Linked DNA regions of Mus musculus: region 1 is linked to region 2. Evidence: chromatin contacts called from public promoter capture Hi-C data. All regions are on one chromosome and are shown on one strand. The core of a region is the stretch at or near the end of the contact, and the rest is flanking DNA. Distances in the headings are between cores, read along the strand shown.

Region 1 (3,669 bases), core at 1,098-3,597, 2.9 Mb after region 2:
CTCGCCAAGTTTGGGCCCCAATTCTCCAAGTCTGCAGGGAAGAATGCTTCCTCCACATTCCCCAACAGTGCCTGGCCTCAGCCACAGACCTGGGGTATACCAGCTGGATTCACTGCTGTTACTGACCGGCTCAGGCACTCAGCAGGAGTGGGATTCAACTGAAGAAGCCTCAATGACAGGGTGTTGTCAGAGTAAACAATGGGAGGTTATAATCACTCCCCCCAAATCTTAGTCTCTGAAATGAGGCTAAAGCATACAGGAATGGATGGATGGATGGACACACACACACACACACACACAACCCAACTGCATTTGCTCTCCCTCCTCAGTCAGAAAATGGGCCTTCTCTCCAAGATACCCTGACACATAGGCCCCCACTTTTGAGATTCCAGGTCAGGGAAAACTCAAATACCTGAAACAAGATGCCTGGCCTATCCCAACCCAGCAGACAGAAGGACATCTAGTGGGAAGCAATGGAGCCAAAGGTAACAGCATCACCCCCAACTTCTTGCCAGGGTCTTAGGCCCATCACTTCCTCTCCTTGAACTTCAGATTCCTCCTCTGTAAAAATGGGAACCTAAGAACGATCTCTCAGGGACCCATCAAAGGCTACTTTAAAGGGAAGAGAAGAGGCAGCCTTAAGTGAAGGCCAGCTGTGGTGTGAATGGTTGGCCTCCTCCTGCACCCCTACCCTAGGTAGACACAAGTCCCTAAGCGCTAAAGGAGGCACGAGCATGGTGTCCAGCAGTGTACCTGAGGAACAGAAAGGTGGTTCTTTAACTCCTGCCAGAAACTAAAGTGGTAAAGAGGGGACACACCCATTTCAGTTACTGAAACCCCAAGGACTTGTTCTAGACCACGGGGAACACAATTGGTCCTCCTGGCTGGTTCCCTAGACCCAAAGCCCCAGTAGTCTCAATGACAGTGGTCGGAGGGAAAACTACAGAGTACTTCAGGAGCCACGTGTGAGATGTAGTATCTTTATGCGTGAGTAGTGTCCCAGAGACGCAAGAGTGACTGAGCTGGACCAATCAACACACTCAAGGTCAACCAGCACCACTGCTTTCCCACACCTCTCTTCACTGTACTGCTCTCTATCCATAAAGTTTGTGTAAACTCCCCTAAGTCTATCTCTTGTCCCCATGGGTCCACAACCCCGCCAGCCAAGTACAGAGTCCCAAGCACACATTCTAACCCTTGAGTAGAGTCGAATAGGGTCGGTTTGCAGAAAGATTCACTCCCTCTAGCAGACGAGCAGGCTTAGGTGGGAATACAAGTTCCCCTACCCTACATGCTCGCCGTACCTCCCTCTAAGTAGGAGCTTCCCAACTCCCACAAAGGCCGAGGAGGCGATTTAGGGCGGAACCACCACACCTTGGCCAGCTTAGACTCCCTGGGTGACCTTGGTTAAAGAACCCCTTTAGTTTCGGCTAAGCCTTATTAACAATAGAGACTGAAATCTCCCCAGGGCGCCCCTAAAAAAGCCACAGACAAGAAACTAGGTGTTCACATTATGGGGAAGGAAAACAAAGTCCCAGAGGATAAGGCTCCTCCCCAAAGCAGGCCGTGGGGCTCCAGCAGTTTTCCAAAGCTACCCCTCCTTGGGGATGGGACCGAAGCTCGTACACCTGTCTCAGGAGGGGCCTCCGTTGTTCCCCTTACTCCGTAATGCCGCACTCGGAGGAACACTGAGGGGAAAAGGCAGGCAGCACCGCTGGGGCTAGAGCGCTGTGACTTTAAGAGCCGAGGATCCCGGACCATGTGCTCGGCGTGAGACAAAAGCAACAACAAAGGAAGTGGCGGCTGCAGGGGGAGGGGTTGGCTCCTTCCCCTCCACCGCAGCGCTCTGCAAGGCAGAAGAGCGGCCCGGACTAGGTAGCCGCAGGCAGCACCTGGCCCGGGGGCCCCGCCGCCGTCTCCCACCACTCCCTCAGCCCGGGATCGACGCCTACGAGGCCGGCAAACAACGCGTCCCCGAGGGAGCCGTAGTTCCGGGGTGCGGGTCCGAAGTTAAGAGGCCCGGCCCGACTCACCGGCAGCCGTCCGACCACACGCGGGCTCCTTTGTTCGCGATGCGGGGTGCGGACGGTGAAGCGCCCGCTCCTTCGCGAGCCTGCTCTGTCTTCCGCCTCCCCAGCCCGGGCCCGAGAGAAGGGCGGCGCAGGACGCAGCTGTGCTCTCCGGCGGGCTGGCCCTTTAAGAACTGTCCGCGGCGGCCGGATGGAACCAGCCCCACGTTTTGATTCACAACATTCGGATCGGCGGGGGCGCGCAGCGCGGGAGGCGGCTCGCGGGGGCGCGCCAGGACGCGCAAGCAAACAGTAGCGGCAAGAGCGGACACCCGCCCCGCCCCGCAGGCCCCGCCCCGCAGGCCCCGCCCCGCGCCGCGCGTCGGCCAATCGCGTCCTGCGGGCGGCACGTGACTAGCGGGTCGCCATCTTGAAAGGCTGGCTAAAAAAGCCTCTTCGCCCCCACCTCATACTTCAAAGCCCACAAGGCCGAGTCGCAGGTGATGAGCGGTGCGAGCCCAGGTACGGGGACCGTGGCACGCACTAACAGGTCAAGGTTACCTTCTTAGGGCCGCGGCCTCTGTGGGGCACGCAGCCTCTCACGCAGCCGAGGTGAGAGGACCGCTCTTAGCTCGGCAAGCACACTTCCCGGAGATGACGTCACCACAAGCCCGGCAGGCCTGCGATGACCTCATAGCTCACCTCGCCTCTCTACTCGCTCGCTTTCTGTTCCGTTAGACGGCGCCTTTAAACAGCTGGGACAACCCAGGGCTGAAGAGACCAATGACTGAGGAGCCATGCAAATGATTTAACGTCTCCTGGGTAGGGGGATTGGTCTTGCGCGTGCTGACGTCACAGAAACATCTCGGCACCCCGCCCCTAGCGCGGCCCGGGAAAAGGGGTGGAGAGGCTCTAGTTCAGCTGAAGTGGGAAGAGTTGGGATCTCCTGAACCAGGCCCAGGGAGGTTTCTGCAGTTTAGTTCTCTAAGCTTCTCAACGACTGAGAGCCTAGGGATCAGGACAAGCAAGCCACTGTACCGGAAAGAAGAGTCACTCCTCCAGGACCGGCGGATCAATAGTTCGAGAACAGCCTGGTCTACATAGCTACAGAGACCTTGTCTTCAAAATACAAGCAACAAAAATATCACACACCCAGATAGTAACACAGCTGAGGCGAGAGAGGGGGCAGACGTCGGTGTCCCCTTAGGATGCCCCCCCCCCCCCCGGCCAGGCAAACATACAAAGTGGGGTATGGTGTGTCTGCATCGATTATATAAGCAGAACATCACCATTACCTAAAGCACTCATGTCTACTAGGCCGGTCTGTAGTAACTGGACTACTACAGAGTCCACCAACCCAGAACAGGATGTCAGTAGAAAATGGCAACATTTGTTAAACCTCTGTGGCTACAGATGGGTGACACTCTGTACTTTGTGGATGCATCCCATAATCCCAAATATTTAAAAAACAAACCAATTTACTAACAAGGTGTAACAATATTATCAATTTCAACTGAATATTGTATCAGCATACAGTGGGAAGTGATTTGGGAAAAGACACAGGAATTCTCATTAGGGTGCACCTGTTCAGGAGGGCAGATTTGTTTTTTGAGACAGGGTTTCTCTGTATAGCCCTGGCTGGCCTCAGAAATCCACCTGC
Region 2 (4,119 bases), core at 760-3,259:
AGGCCTCCTTGGACACTGTCCATAAAAGACAGCCTAGAGAAGCAACTGTCCACAAGTGGATGATGTCACCAGACACACTGCCCTGGCCCCAGACCCCCTGGATTCCTGAGGCAGCACGGTCCACACCAGGCACCTCATCCCTCAGTCCAGGGCAGGCAGCCACCTGCCAAGACTCCAACCACTGGGGAGGAGTCTCTGTAAGGCACACAATGACAGCCAGAAGTCATTGGAGTCTATAGACAGAGGGACTTCGCAGCTCCATTTCAAAGGACAGACTTAAACAAGCCCATCACAGGAAGGCAGCCTCTGACTCTTGCCCTGGCTCCAGGTCGCACATCCATCGTGCAAGAACGGCAATGCCACAACTGGTATAGGCAACGTGTGTCTGTTTCTTTGGTTTACTTGCTGTGTGGACCAGCCAGACCTAACTGAGTCTTATGGTCAGGAAAGACAAGCTTTGCCCACACCAACATCCCTGCTCACTATTCTATCCATTCCGCTTCTCAACAGATGATCGCTCTGACGTGATGCACACAGACAGCAACGGTCAAAATGACAATCAGGCCATTATAGTCGCTACCGGGATCTACCCCCACCTCTGCCCAAGACTGCCTGCTTCTGGGACACTGTAAACATTCCCAAATAACCCTGCCTGCCTGGGCAGACAAGAGACAAGTCAGACGCCAGGGGCACATATGAAGTGACAGACCGCTGGTGTCACTTCACCCTCCTGGGAAGGAAACTTCCGTTTGGTAGCGCCTGGTAGACCCACAGCTGGGTCAGATGGCTGGCTACAGGCCCCCAGTCCAGTGAGAGGTTGGGCCACCCACGGGCCTGGGCTGTGCTCCACACAGTGAGGGTTTTCAAAACAAAAGCAGGACAAGTTCATGTGGCAAATGACCCAGTATGTAGGGGCAGGCCTTCACCACATGCTTCATTGAAAGCCAAAACTCCACATTCACCCACAGAGAGACTAAACAGAAAACATATAGAGGGCAGCTACGTGCTCAGCGCTGTTTTGTTTTTTGGCTGATTTTTTTCCCCAAGCCATAACTGGCTGAGCCCCAACAGAACCAGCCCCCTGCAAATCATCGGGCGCCAGCAACAGGTGCAGCTCGAGCTAAAGCTGGTGGTGGTTCCGGGCGGTTCTAGAATAACGCAGCCCGAATCTTCCAGGAAGCCACCGCCTTGCAGTGCCCACTGCCCGGCGGTGGCAACCTCACCGCGGCCGCACCTGTCTGAGTGCACCGCGCCACATCCGGTGCACCCGAGCCAAGGCCTGGGAGACCGAAATAGAAGCTGGTTAGGCCGGGGCTGGGAGCCCGGCTACGGGCACCGGGCCTGACCTGGGAGGCACCGATCAAGGAGTCAGCACCCGGGGGTCCCAGCGTGCAGGGCCTGGCTGGTCAAGTCGCATCCGCTGCCTGTCCCGTGTCCCTGCTCCAGCCACCTGCCTGCCAGGGCCTGGCGGGAGCTAGGGAAGGGACGCCGGAGAGAGATCCGGGCTGGGGTGGAACTGCAGAGAGGGTCTGGAAAACGCGGTGGAAATGTAGAGGGGGGTGAGGAATCCGGATGGGACTCAGAGGGGACCCAAAGGATCCTGATGCGAACGCAGAGGGAGTCCGGGGGCATCCAGGTGGGAATGCAGACTAGGTCCTAGCGGTGTGGGAGAACCTGGGGAAGAAGCTCGGAGAGGGATCCTGGGAGCCCCGAGGGGGTCGCAGGAGAGGCTCCAACAGGGTTCCTAGGTTTACCGCGGGGGCTCGCCGCGCTCCGCGCACCTGCCCAACCCCGCGCGCGCTCCTCCCGCGCCGGCCCAGTCGCTTACCTGGAGCGCGCGTCCGACCCGCGGAGGCTCTCGGCGGGGGCTGGCCAGGCCAGCTCCGCGCCAAGAATGGCGGCGGCGTTGGTGGCAGCGACGACAGAGGCGAACGGCGCCAGGAGCTTGAGTCGGGGAGGCCGGGAGACGCGCGGAGATGCTGCGGCGCGAGAGGGAGCGGAGGCCGGCGTGGGGAAGGAGGGCGCGGGGCTAGCGTGCAGGCCCCACCCCCTCTCCCTCCCTTCCCGCCTCCTCCCCTCCCCCTCCCGTCTCTTCCCTCCCTTCGCCCCTCCCCCTTCCTCCTAGTCCCTCCTCTCACCCCAACCTCTCTCCCTTCTTCCTTGCCCTCCCGCGCCCCGCCCCTGTCTTCACCTACCCCAGTCTTTTTCTCCTGCTCCCCTCTTGTTTCCTTTCTCCCTCCCTTCCTTTCCTTCCCCATTTACCTTCCACCACCTCTTCCTCTTTTCATCCAACTCCCTCGTCCTCTTCCCCCGTGTCCCCCCCCCCCCGTCCCCCATCCCCCAAAGCCCCATGGTCCAGACCCCAGGGGCTCTTTCCTACCCAAGTCTGGTCTCTTGAAAACAGAGGAGATTACCAGCAAAAGGAGCCTTTTGATCCTTTCAGCCTCCTAATGATCCAGCCTGCTCGTCCAGGTCCCCAAAGTCTCCTGTGCCCCATGCTCTGGGGTCACCAGCGTTGACCCCAGAGATGCTGGGCTCTTACCTTTATGATCTAGGATAGACCCTTTGGGGTTCTCAATGCAAGGTGTGGGTGGTTCTTCCCATGGACCAAGGCTTCCTGTATGCAGCTCCCGATGAGATACATTTCTAACTAATTCTGGGCCTTCCGAAGTTGGTTGGTACAAAGGGTAGACATAGCCAGGTCCTTAACATGCTTTCTGAGGTTGGTGCTCCAGAACCTATGATTAAAAAAAAACCCAGACAGTGGTGCTTTGTTGTAATCCCAGTGTTGAGGCAGAGACTATTGGTGGAACCCTGGATGGAGTTCACTGGCCAGCCAGCCTGCCTTACTTAATCCGAAGTCAGACTCAGATTTCAGTAAGGGACCCTGTCTCCTAAAACTAAGTGGACAACACCTGGGTTGACCTCATGGCATATTGCATGGGTACACACACACAGACACACACACACACTGCAGCCACAGGGCATGTCCTTTTCTGCCCTTGAAGGGAGAAGTGACCCTCAGTTCACACAGTAACTGGCCAGGTGGGAAGTGCTGCCCAGAGACACAGTCCCTCCCTAAAAGGAAACCCAGTTCCTTAATGAACCTGCCGGAAGAACCAAGAAATAGATCAAGACCAGTCTCTAGGCAGACTGGTGGCTTCCTGAATTCCAGAAGGCCCTTAGGGGCTTCCAGCAGGGATGAGGCTGTTGGGAAGGCAGGCAGCTGACAGCAGTTAAACTGAGCAAGCCCTTCCTAAAGGATAGAAGGTCCTAGAAAGAACCAGGAAGCTTCTTCAGGTTAGGTGTGCCAGTCAGTGCTGGCTCAGAGAGCACAATAGGCCTACTAGAGGTCAAAACAGTAGAACCAACCAGAGGAGGGTCGGTTGTCTTTGCTCTAGGGCTGTGTTTCTCAACCTGTGGGTCAAGAACCCTTTGAGGGTGGGAATTCGAAGGTCTTGTTCACAGGGGTCACCTAAGACCATTGGAGAACACAGATATTTACATTATAATTCATAACAGTAGCAAAATTACAGTTACAAAGTAGCAACAAAACTAATTTTATGGTTGGGGAGCCATCACAACAGGAGGAACACTATCACAGGGTCACAGCATCAGGAAGGTTGCCGACCAGTGCTCTAGGGGGGCTCATAACCTGCATTGAATCTAGAACCTGACAAAACTCAGCTGGGGGCTTGCTTCCAAGTTGACCTTGGGCCTCAGTTCTCTTTTTTTGTTGTTGTTGGTGGTGGTGGTTTTTGTTTGTTTTTTTGAGACAGAGTTCCTCTGTGTATCCCTGCCAGTCCTGGAACTCACTCTGTAGACCAGGCTGGCCTCGAACTCAGAAATCCGCCTGCCTCTGCCTCCACAGTGCTGGGATTAAAGGCGTGCGCCACCACTCCTGGCATGGGCCTCAGTTCTCTAATGAGTTCCATGAGAGAAACAGGTGAGAGACCTTGACCTATTCCACTCTCTGATCCAAGCACTGACAGGTAGATCTACCCTGAAGAAAATTCCCTGGCCAGGGAACAGTGGGTAAAGTTTGTTGAGTTCTGCCTCCCAGTTCTGTGATGGTGACCATTCCAAAGAAACAGAGAGGATGCGTCTCCAACCTCTCTT

Evidence for each region. Promoter capture Hi-C pulls out the DNA fragments that hold promoters and counts their contacts.
Region 1: a promoter capture Hi-C map of pre-B cells shows a contact between it and region 2, with 4 times the contacts expected there. The contact joins the promoter of Rnf44 here to the promoter of Sema4d in region 2.

Annotation. Positions count from the first base shown.
Region 1 is chr13:54,685,461-54,689,129 of GRCm38.p6, forward strand. Rnf44 (ring finger protein 44) reads right to left here and starts at 2,348. Exons shown (of 11, transcript NM_001146026.1): 1 at 2,034-2,348.
Region 2 is chr13:51,791,669-51,795,787 of GRCm38.p6, forward strand. Sema4d (sema domain, immunoglobulin domain (Ig), transmembrane domain (TM) and short cytoplasmic domain, (semaphorin) 4D) reads right to left here and starts at 2,010. Exons shown (of 16, transcript NM_013660.5): 1 at 1,829-2,010.